Linked DNA regions of Mus musculus: region 1 is linked to region 2. A link is a contact called in public promoter capture Hi-C data. All regions are on one chromosome and are shown on one strand. The core of a region is the stretch at or near the end of the contact, and the rest is flanking DNA. Distances in the headings are between cores, read along the strand shown.

Region 1 (4,240 bases), core at 596-3,095, 33 kb after region 2:
ATGGACATCTCCAAAAAGATCATTGGGAAGAAAATCAAGAGGAGCCGGACCATTGTGGCGAAGACGCGGTCGACCGCCGGCAAGCCACGTTCCCACGCCGGTCCCGCCTGCAGGTTCCCAGCGCGAACCACCCTGACGCCCGCCGCTGTCTTTTGCCGCTTCGTGCCTTTGGCCAACACAGCTGGTTCAAAGCTTCTCAGTCTCCACCACCGCCCCTCTCCCCTCCGCTTCTTCCTGCTGGTCCTCCACGACCGCTCCCAAACCCTAGGGGTGTTCTTCCAGAAAATCAAGTCGCGGTTTTTTCACTGGTGCCCGAAGGTGTGTGAATCAGGTGTGCAATGAGCGGCGCGTTAGTGGCCATAAGCTGGACGCTGATGGTGGAAAAAGAGGGAAGTCAATGCCAGGCTACCGGAGGAATTGTATTTTAAACTCCAGGGTCTGGGATGCTAAATATTGTCCGGTCCGCTTCACCTCAACACATCCTTCAAAAACAGCTAGAGGCATCTCTGGTCAATGACGAAAGTGTGCCCTGCTTGCCTGCTATGCTCGCTCGGGTCCTTTGAGGTGCAAAGCCCTGCTGACCCGCCCCCTTCTCCAGCCTCAGGTTCTCTCGGTTCCTTCAAACCTACCAAGCTTTCTCAGGTGATGGGGGCGTCAAGGGGAGGGACGGAAAAGAGGGGAGGAGCTAAGTTCTTCAACCTCAGAGAACTTTCCTGGTTTTGAAAAGATCAACTTTTTTCCCAGAAGAAAATTGGAGAACTCTTTGGGAGGTAGAAGCGTTGTTTTTAAAAAGCAACTCAAACAATGGGAACACCTTTTATTTTAACATTTAAGGGTTGAAGAGACCCCGACACACAATTTTAGTAGTAAATGTAAATGCGACAGCTTGTGGAAAAGCCATATTAGTTACTAAGGCAACGCCTGGTAGCCTCCCTGTGTTGGGGCTTGCTATATTGCACCCCCTAAGAAATGAAGCTTACTGTAGATGTTCAAGAAGGAGTACAGAAGGTAACTTGCTTTTCGAGATGGGGTTGGGGAAGAGGAGGGTATCCTGCAACCGCCTATGTATCAGAACCCTTGGGGCTTTGCATCACTGTAAGAAATGGAAGAAAGATAGCTAGGCATGGGGGTCGCCTTTGGCTCAACCGCCTGAGCCACTCAAATGTCAGAACCCTGGACAGCGCTCAGAGCTAGGAGGCGACACCTTTCCTTGCAGCGCCAGGAAATTCTTGACCTCCCCTCCTTCCTTCGCATTCTACACTCGCGCGCGCGCGCGCGTACACACACACACACACACACACACACACACACACACACACACACACACACACACCCTTTCTATCGCTTCTCTAGCATCTCTCCACCCTCATTCTCTTTGCCTGGCTGTTCTGCAGCTTTATTCCCCAATCCAAGTGCTTTGAGGGTAGAGGCACCTGCGGGGCTGAAGTTGGCTCTCTCTCCCGTCCCTCCCCGATCCCTTTCTCAAGGTGAGAGTCAAGATTAAAAAGGGGGCATCGGGAGCAGGCAGGGAATGAAATCGCAGGAGGCAAGGCACAAAAGGGGGTGGGATCAAGCCAGACGCCCAGCGCTCTTCACTGCTTCTCAGACATGAAGGACTCAAAGAGATAAATAAACCAAGATCCTCCTAGATCCAGGAGAAAATCAGATAGATTAGAACAGTACCTTCCGTTCGGGGGTGGGCTTCATCGCAGAAAGATATCCGCTCACCTGGGCCAGTTTGGGGTATGTACTTCAAGACCTACCTGAGTCCGGGTAGACAGAGCTATTGGTCTCAGGTCAGAGGACTGCAGCCGCCCTCGGTTCGCAGACACCTCAGCTCCAAATCAGACGGTGCAAGGCTGCCATCTGGGCTGTACACTAGTGCCCTCTTTCTTCAACACTATTATACCGCAAGGGAAAAAAAACGGGGGGGAGGGGGGGCGGGGGGAGAAGTAAAAAAAAAAAAAAGGAAAAGAAAAGAAAAAGCAGGTCACCCAAGGTTTGTCTAATATCTAATTTATTTAAAAAGTCATTTGATAGAGGAAAAGGAGAAGCTAGAGAATATAGGAGCTGGCATTTGTCAACTACTATACTATCTCTGAGAGGACTTAAAGAGGCTACCAAGCATACAGATCATCAGTAGTGTCTTGCCAGAGGAATGAGGGGTTCCTAGGCTGTTTTGGGGATTGTTATCCTTTGCATTTATCTTACAGACTCAGATTTTTTTTCTCTCTCTAAAAATAAGGAACACAATGAGAAAAACAATGTATGTGTATATCTACCTAGGGACAAGGCTCTGTTGTCAGGTTGCAAAGAGGATGGGAAGAGATTTCATGGCGGGAGACAAGGGGAGGAAGGAACATGCACATCCTAAAACAGGAGTAGCCAAATGTAGAGTGGCAAGCAGCACCCACCTTTTCCAGGTCAAGAAGTATCTAAATTGAGAACAAGAGGTCACATGAAAACACTAGAGTGAAAAACACTTATCCAAATCCCTCCCAGACTGCCAGCACCTTCCCGACATGTCTTACTGCATGAAAACTGGAAGTGAAATCACGTTCCTCTGGGGGCAGGGTGGCTGGACAGAATGAATCCTGGCTCTTCTCAGAGGACGAAAGCAAATGACATGGAGTTTTTCCACTCTTATTTAAAGCTCCTTGAGCAGAAACCCGTCTGTGTGGGGCCCCGGGTCATCCTTGTTTACCTTGTCTTGATATTAGGGAAGCTGTCATGTTGGAACCAAGGAAATGGGTCTCATCAGGCCATGCATATCTTCAACTGTGTCTCTGTCAGAAGTTATTAAGAGAAATGCCTCCAGTCAAGAACAGACCATCTTCCTGTTCTGTTTTGTTGTTGTTGTTGTTTATTTGTTTGTTTGTTTTTCATTTCCCTCAAGTGTCAGACATTTCTGAAAGGTATTCTTAGGCAACCTAAAAAGGATTTCTCTACCCACTTTTCCAAGATTAGACTGAAGCAAGGATGGACCCTACAGATTAAAAGGTCTCTGTTCTCAGGTCTGGAAAAACAAACAAACACACAAACAAAACCAACCCAAAAAACGAACAAACAAACAAACAAAACAAAAACAAAAAACAAAAACAAAGTCTACACATTTACTCCAAGGAATGAAGAACAGATAAGTTTGGGTCTTCACAGACAGGGCAAATTTACTCTGAATTTTCAGAACAGCAAGCTAAAGGTATTCATTGTATCTCACTCCTCTAACAAACATTTGAGCTTAAATTTTAAATCATGTCATTCTGGCTTCATAATCTCTAAACATAATTTTTCTCATCTTTTTTCTCAGTTATAATATTCTATATATAAGTTAGTAACTGTATTACTGGTTAGTTTTATGTCAACTTGATACAGGCTAGAAGTCATCAGAGAGGAATCTATTGAGACCTTAGTTGAGAAAATGCCTTCATAAGATTGGGTTGTATACAAGCCTGTAGGGTATTTTCTTAGAAGGTGATTGATGTGGGAGGACCCAGGCCATTTTGTGTGATACCATCCCTGGCCTAATAGTCCTGGGTTCTGTAAGAAAGCAGGCTCAGAGATCCCCAAAGAGCAAGCCAGTAAGAAGTGTTCCTACCTGACCTTTGTATTAGCTCTGCCCTGTGTGAGTTCCTGGCCTGACTTCCTTTGATGGTGAACTGCGGTATGGACACACAAGCTGAATAAACCCTTTCCTAGCCCAGTTGCTTTGGCCATGGTGTTTTATCAAGCAAAAGTAATCTAAGATTTCCCCCCAAATCAAAGAAATCAATGTTCCTGAAGTCCACAATTACTTTCATTATGTGTTCTTTGAAGCTCAAGGTCTTTGATGTAACATATTGCCATCCTTTAGAAGACTGTCTACCACTGAAGGAATAATTAAAAGTTAAGATTTAATGTTGTTTTAAATTCTATTTTAAATCCTAAGTCAAAACTATCCATTCAAGGAAGGAAGCTAAACTTGGGAATTCATATCACACACATGCACACACATACACTATACATATATATTATATATAATGTATATGATATGTATGTGAGTATGTGCATTCATACATACATACTATATACTGTGGGGATTATGGATTAATTTCCGTTACAGCCTCTTGAAATTATCAATTAAGCTTTCTTTTTCACTACCTTTTATAGTAATAGATTTTCAAAAGCAAGATACTAATAAGATTATTTTATACTGCTAACAAATCACAGATTAAATATAATATACTGTCTTATCCAATTGCCT
Region 2 (4,329 bases), core at 948-3,447:
CTTCCTCCACTTTCTGCAGGGCTAGAGTTACAGGTGTGTGATGTCACAGCTGGAAATGTAGTATTGGAGATAAAATCCAGGGTCTGATACATACTAGGAAAATACTCTACCTACTGAGCTACATTCCCAACCCTCAGATTAGTTTATGAGTTAGCAATTAACGCTGAAACAATGCCTTCTCAAGCTTCCTAAGGTACTTGGCCCAGTGCTGAAGAGCGGCCCTGTTGGATCTCCTCTCAACTCCCCTCAGTGACCTTGAGCCAACTACTGAAACCTGGCGTGATGGGAGGATTCACGCTTGGGGAAAAGGCAAGGACTACGAAGCCAGAGCAGGAGCCAGAGGTTTTTGTCTGTCTGTTTGTCCTCCTTTCTCCCCACCCTACCAGTTCTACTCAAGAGCTGGTAGTACTAAATATATTTAAAAACGAACAAAACAAAAACATCTGAATGTTTAAGAGATGTAAGGAACCCTGAAGTTGGCTCAAGACAACCCAGGTCCTTAATATAAAAGAGTCTTGTTTACCCCAGAAGGAAAAAGGGCAGGGATAAAGAACTAAGACAGGACATAGAGGACAGGAAGAAGGAGAAGGGAACAAGGGGGAGGGTCAGGGGGTCTTTGACCTGGAGAGACAAAGAATTGGCTCTGGATAGAGAGAAGACAGACAAGACTCATAGAAAAACAGTTATATGGAAGAACCCCATGTTAGGACGAGTCAGTTCATTTTGATGGAGCATGCTAATTAGGTGAGCTAAAGGTGGCCATTTGATTGTTGGGCTTCAATACTTTGATAGCTGGAGCTTGGTAGTCAGCCTCAGGAGGAGCAAGTGGCCAAATAAGGGAATGGATCTTGGGAATCTAGCTTTAGGAAAGTAATCTAATGGTCTGAGCCAGGCAGAAGGAATGGGGGAGAAGGGCAAGACTTGCCAGAACCATGTTTGCCATGCTGGAGCTGGCTAGAGTTTCTTCCATAGGGAAGGGATCATATTCCATCCAGTTATAGAATATCCTATCAAGCCGGCCATGGTGGCACACGCCTTTAATCCCAGCACTCGGGAGGCAGAGGCAGGCAGATTTCTGAGTTCGAGGCCAGCTTGGTCTACAGAGTGAGTTCCAGGCAGCCAGAGCTATACAGAGAAACCCTGTCTCAGAAAAAAAAAAAAAAATATATATATATATATATATATATATATCCTCTCATGATTACATCACAAGCAGAAAAGTCTTTGGAAAGTTACAGGGGTGCTTACTTAAAAAAAATACTGTGTTCTCTACATGACTCTGCACGTGACAGGATCAGCGCAGGGATCCTCAGTCCCAGCACACATAAATTAAGAAGCTCAGAGAGTGGGGGCTAGGGAGAGGCAAGCATAGACAGTAGATGCATTACTCTTCATAAAGTTAAGTCAAAGGAATGTGGTTAAGGTTCTTGGGGGAATGGGCACAGCCCTTTTTCTGTGACATTCCGACATACCCAGTGACACTAGTAAATTAGGCAGCTGAGGTACAGGTAATGGACAGAAGGAGTAAGAAGAGAACAGGAAGGCCAACCTCATGTCCTTAATAATTACAGCTGCAGCATATTCTAGCAGGCAGCTGAGACGTTACCTTCCTGGCTCACAGGGCTGTGACTTTGCAAAAACGCCATGGCACTTAATTGCTTTGTCTTCCTCGCAACAACCTCATGGAGTGTTTATAAAGCAACATGTTTATAAATGAGGAAATGAAAATTCAGAAAGATATTCCCTTTTCAAGGATTCTTAGCTACTTCTCAGCAAAGACAAAGGCATGTAGGTGTTGTCTCTGTTGTCTCAATATAATAGACCTAGTTTCTAATTTAATCCCTAAGCTCTGGTATGGATAGATAGATAAATAGTATCTAACTCAACTATGTGGATGCTGAGATCTGAGCTCCAGTCCTCATGCTGGCAGGCCAAGTGTTTTATCCCACAAGCCACCTCCTCAGCCCACGATATACTATGCTTATGTCTGGCTCCAGGGACTTCTGTGCCTCTGTGTCATCGTAAAGGCACCTTCAAGGCTCAGGACCGTGTATTGGAGACTCTGGGTGCAGCAAGCTTCCAATACACTCATAAGCTCCAATGTGCTTATGACAAGGAGACGAGTCATTAAGATATCCCAAGCAAGTCCTGCCTCAGTAGGAGAGACAGACGAGCAAATGGTGACAAGGACACTGTGTTTTCAGAGCTGCATCTGTTCGCAGTTCCTCTGTGAGGGCTTTATTAGGGTTTACTACAGAGGGAGACAGCCAAGTGCCGCAACTCTGCTGACAATATCCTTAGATCAGGGCCAAGTTGCCAGCATTTTCTCTGGTCAGTTTCAACAAATGTTCATAAGCACTCTCAGAAAGGCCAACAGTAGGCAGATTTCAAATATCGGGGGTGGGAACGAATCACATAGTTCATCGTGAAAACAAGAAAGCTAATTAGCTGAAGATGAGTTGCCGTTCTTCGTACAAATCATAGATATTGTGAACATTGAAAAGGAATCAAATGATGTGTTATTTGGCCCATATCCCCAATTTTTTGAAAAATGAGAAAACTGTGAATAAAAAAATAAAGAAAAGATTTATCCAAGCCCCTCAGTCATTTCTGGTTTAGGCAGAGCCCAGGGTTCTTGGCTCTAAGAGTTGTCTACAGACACCTGATTTCCGAAAGCAATGAGGTCACACTATAACCAGAGTAGTTAGGCTTGATTTGCTAGGCATTGTGGTACATGCATATAATCTTAGAACTTGGAGGATGAAGTGGATGAAGAGGATGGCTCGGGGCTAACCTGGGCTATATAAGAAGTTCCAGACTAGCCTGGTCCATGTAGCAATTGTCTATCTCAAAACAATTAGTAAATAAAATGTCAACCAGTTGCTGATATGTAAAAATAGCGACATTTCCCATTGAGATCTCTCTATGGTTTCTTGAAATGAGAGATTTGGAACCATGGGCAGGCTTTCCTCCATAGATGCAGTGAGCTGCAGATCATGCCGGCCCTTCCTGGCTGACTTCTTCTTTGGCCAGACTCTCCAGCCTGGCCCCTGTGATATGAACCATGTGGTCTCTACCTTGCAGCTCACCCGGTACAAGATGGTTTTTAGAAAAACAAATGGAAAGGGCATAGAACATTGCTATGTCCCTAACATAGTAACTCTCTACCATGCCACAAACATGAGAAATAGGAGCTCTGATCTCATGCAGTCTGACAGCATTCCTTGTATATTTTCAGTATAACTGAATTCTTATAAATCCTCAGTGTGTTAATAACAAGCCAATCAACTGAAGAGTTTTCTTGCTGACTGATTGGAATCTAACTGCCTCCTTTCAAATCATTGTAATGATTGACTAAATTCAATTACTGTATCTTTTTATTTAATGAACTGACATGTATGAACACAAGCCACTAATGCTCACTAAGTACAGTGAAGGCGCATTTCTATTACCCCTGGCAATCGGCTTTCTACTTCTCAAACTTATTTCATTACAATTATGTTCCCTTTTTGTGGAAGATAACTTTTATTTCGTCTTATTTACAAATTCAAAACCAAACATTGCCCATCTTTAGCTACTGTGGAAAATTATTTCTTGCTCCACAGGCTGCCCACATGCTGTCAGAAAATTAGCACACTCCCCAGCCTTGAATTCTGTTCCCATGGACCCACAAGTACACCACTCATAGATAGAGTCATTAGATTTGTACCCAACTTTTGATCTAAAACAGAACCTGATTAAGTTAACAAATCAGGAACTAAGAAACATAACTTCACAATAATTTTAGAACAAGTGACTTTATTATTTTTTTAAGCTTGAGTGCCCACGGAATCCTCACTGGCATATTTACAATATTTCACCTACAAAGACACCTCAGCATCCATTCTAAGGACCAAAGTATCAAACTTCCTCATGGGCCAATTATTTGCCAAGCATTGTGCTGGACTTGGGAAATTCATACAAAATGCAACTGGTTCTATTAATTCCTCAAAAGTTCCTCAAAAGAAATGACTTGATTCTTTAGATAGTTATGCATATGTACATGCATTTAAAACTTTTACAAAAGTAGCTGAGTAAGCACTGTGACAGTTTTTACTGCTTGGCAACTGACAGTGTCTGTCTGGATTCACCTCAGAAGTAAGCCTGTGGGCACACCTGTGAGGGAGTTTCCAAAGCAAATGAATTATCTCAACTAGAGAGTTGGGATAGGAAGACCCATTTTAACAGTGAGCTTCTAACTCAACATGATGAACCTTAGAGCGCTCCTTGCTCTTTGCATCTCAATTGCTGACAAATGTGACCAGCTCTCTTAAACTGCCACCAGTTTCT

The links. Promoter capture Hi-C pulls out the DNA fragments that hold promoters and counts their contacts.
Region 1: a contact with region 2 is called in a promoter capture Hi-C map of hippocampal neurons, with 2.4 times the contacts expected there. The contact joins the promoter of Grm1 here to the enhancer-like site in region 2. A contact is called at or near these places in 5 of 39 promoter capture datasets (the 3T3-L1 cell line, 3T3-L1-derived adipocytes, hippocampal neurons and 2 more), 1 of 484 Hi-C or Micro-C datasets (cerebellar granule neurons) and 3 of 9 other capture datasets (adipose tissue, liver and pancreatic islet).

The regions. Positions count from the first base shown.
Region 1 is chr10:11,080,486-11,084,725 of GRCm38.p6, forward strand. Grm1 (glutamate receptor, metabotropic 1) reads right to left here and starts at 1,846. Exons shown (of 9, transcript NM_016976.3): 1 at 1,764-1,846; 2 at 1-371. The coding sequence starts at 53.
Region 2 is chr10:11,047,359-11,051,687 of GRCm38.p6, forward strand. The region is part of intron 2 of Grm1 (glutamate receptor, metabotropic 1); the gene reads right to left. Among named protein-coding and RNA genes, the nearest start is that of Grm1, 33 kb to the right of the region's middle. Within about 2 kb of position 2,198, at least 12 of the 459 cell types and tissues checked have an H3K27ac peak or open chromatin away from gene starts, as enhancers often do. A contact at or near this core is called in cerebellar granule neurons and hippocampal neurons, where this site is marked.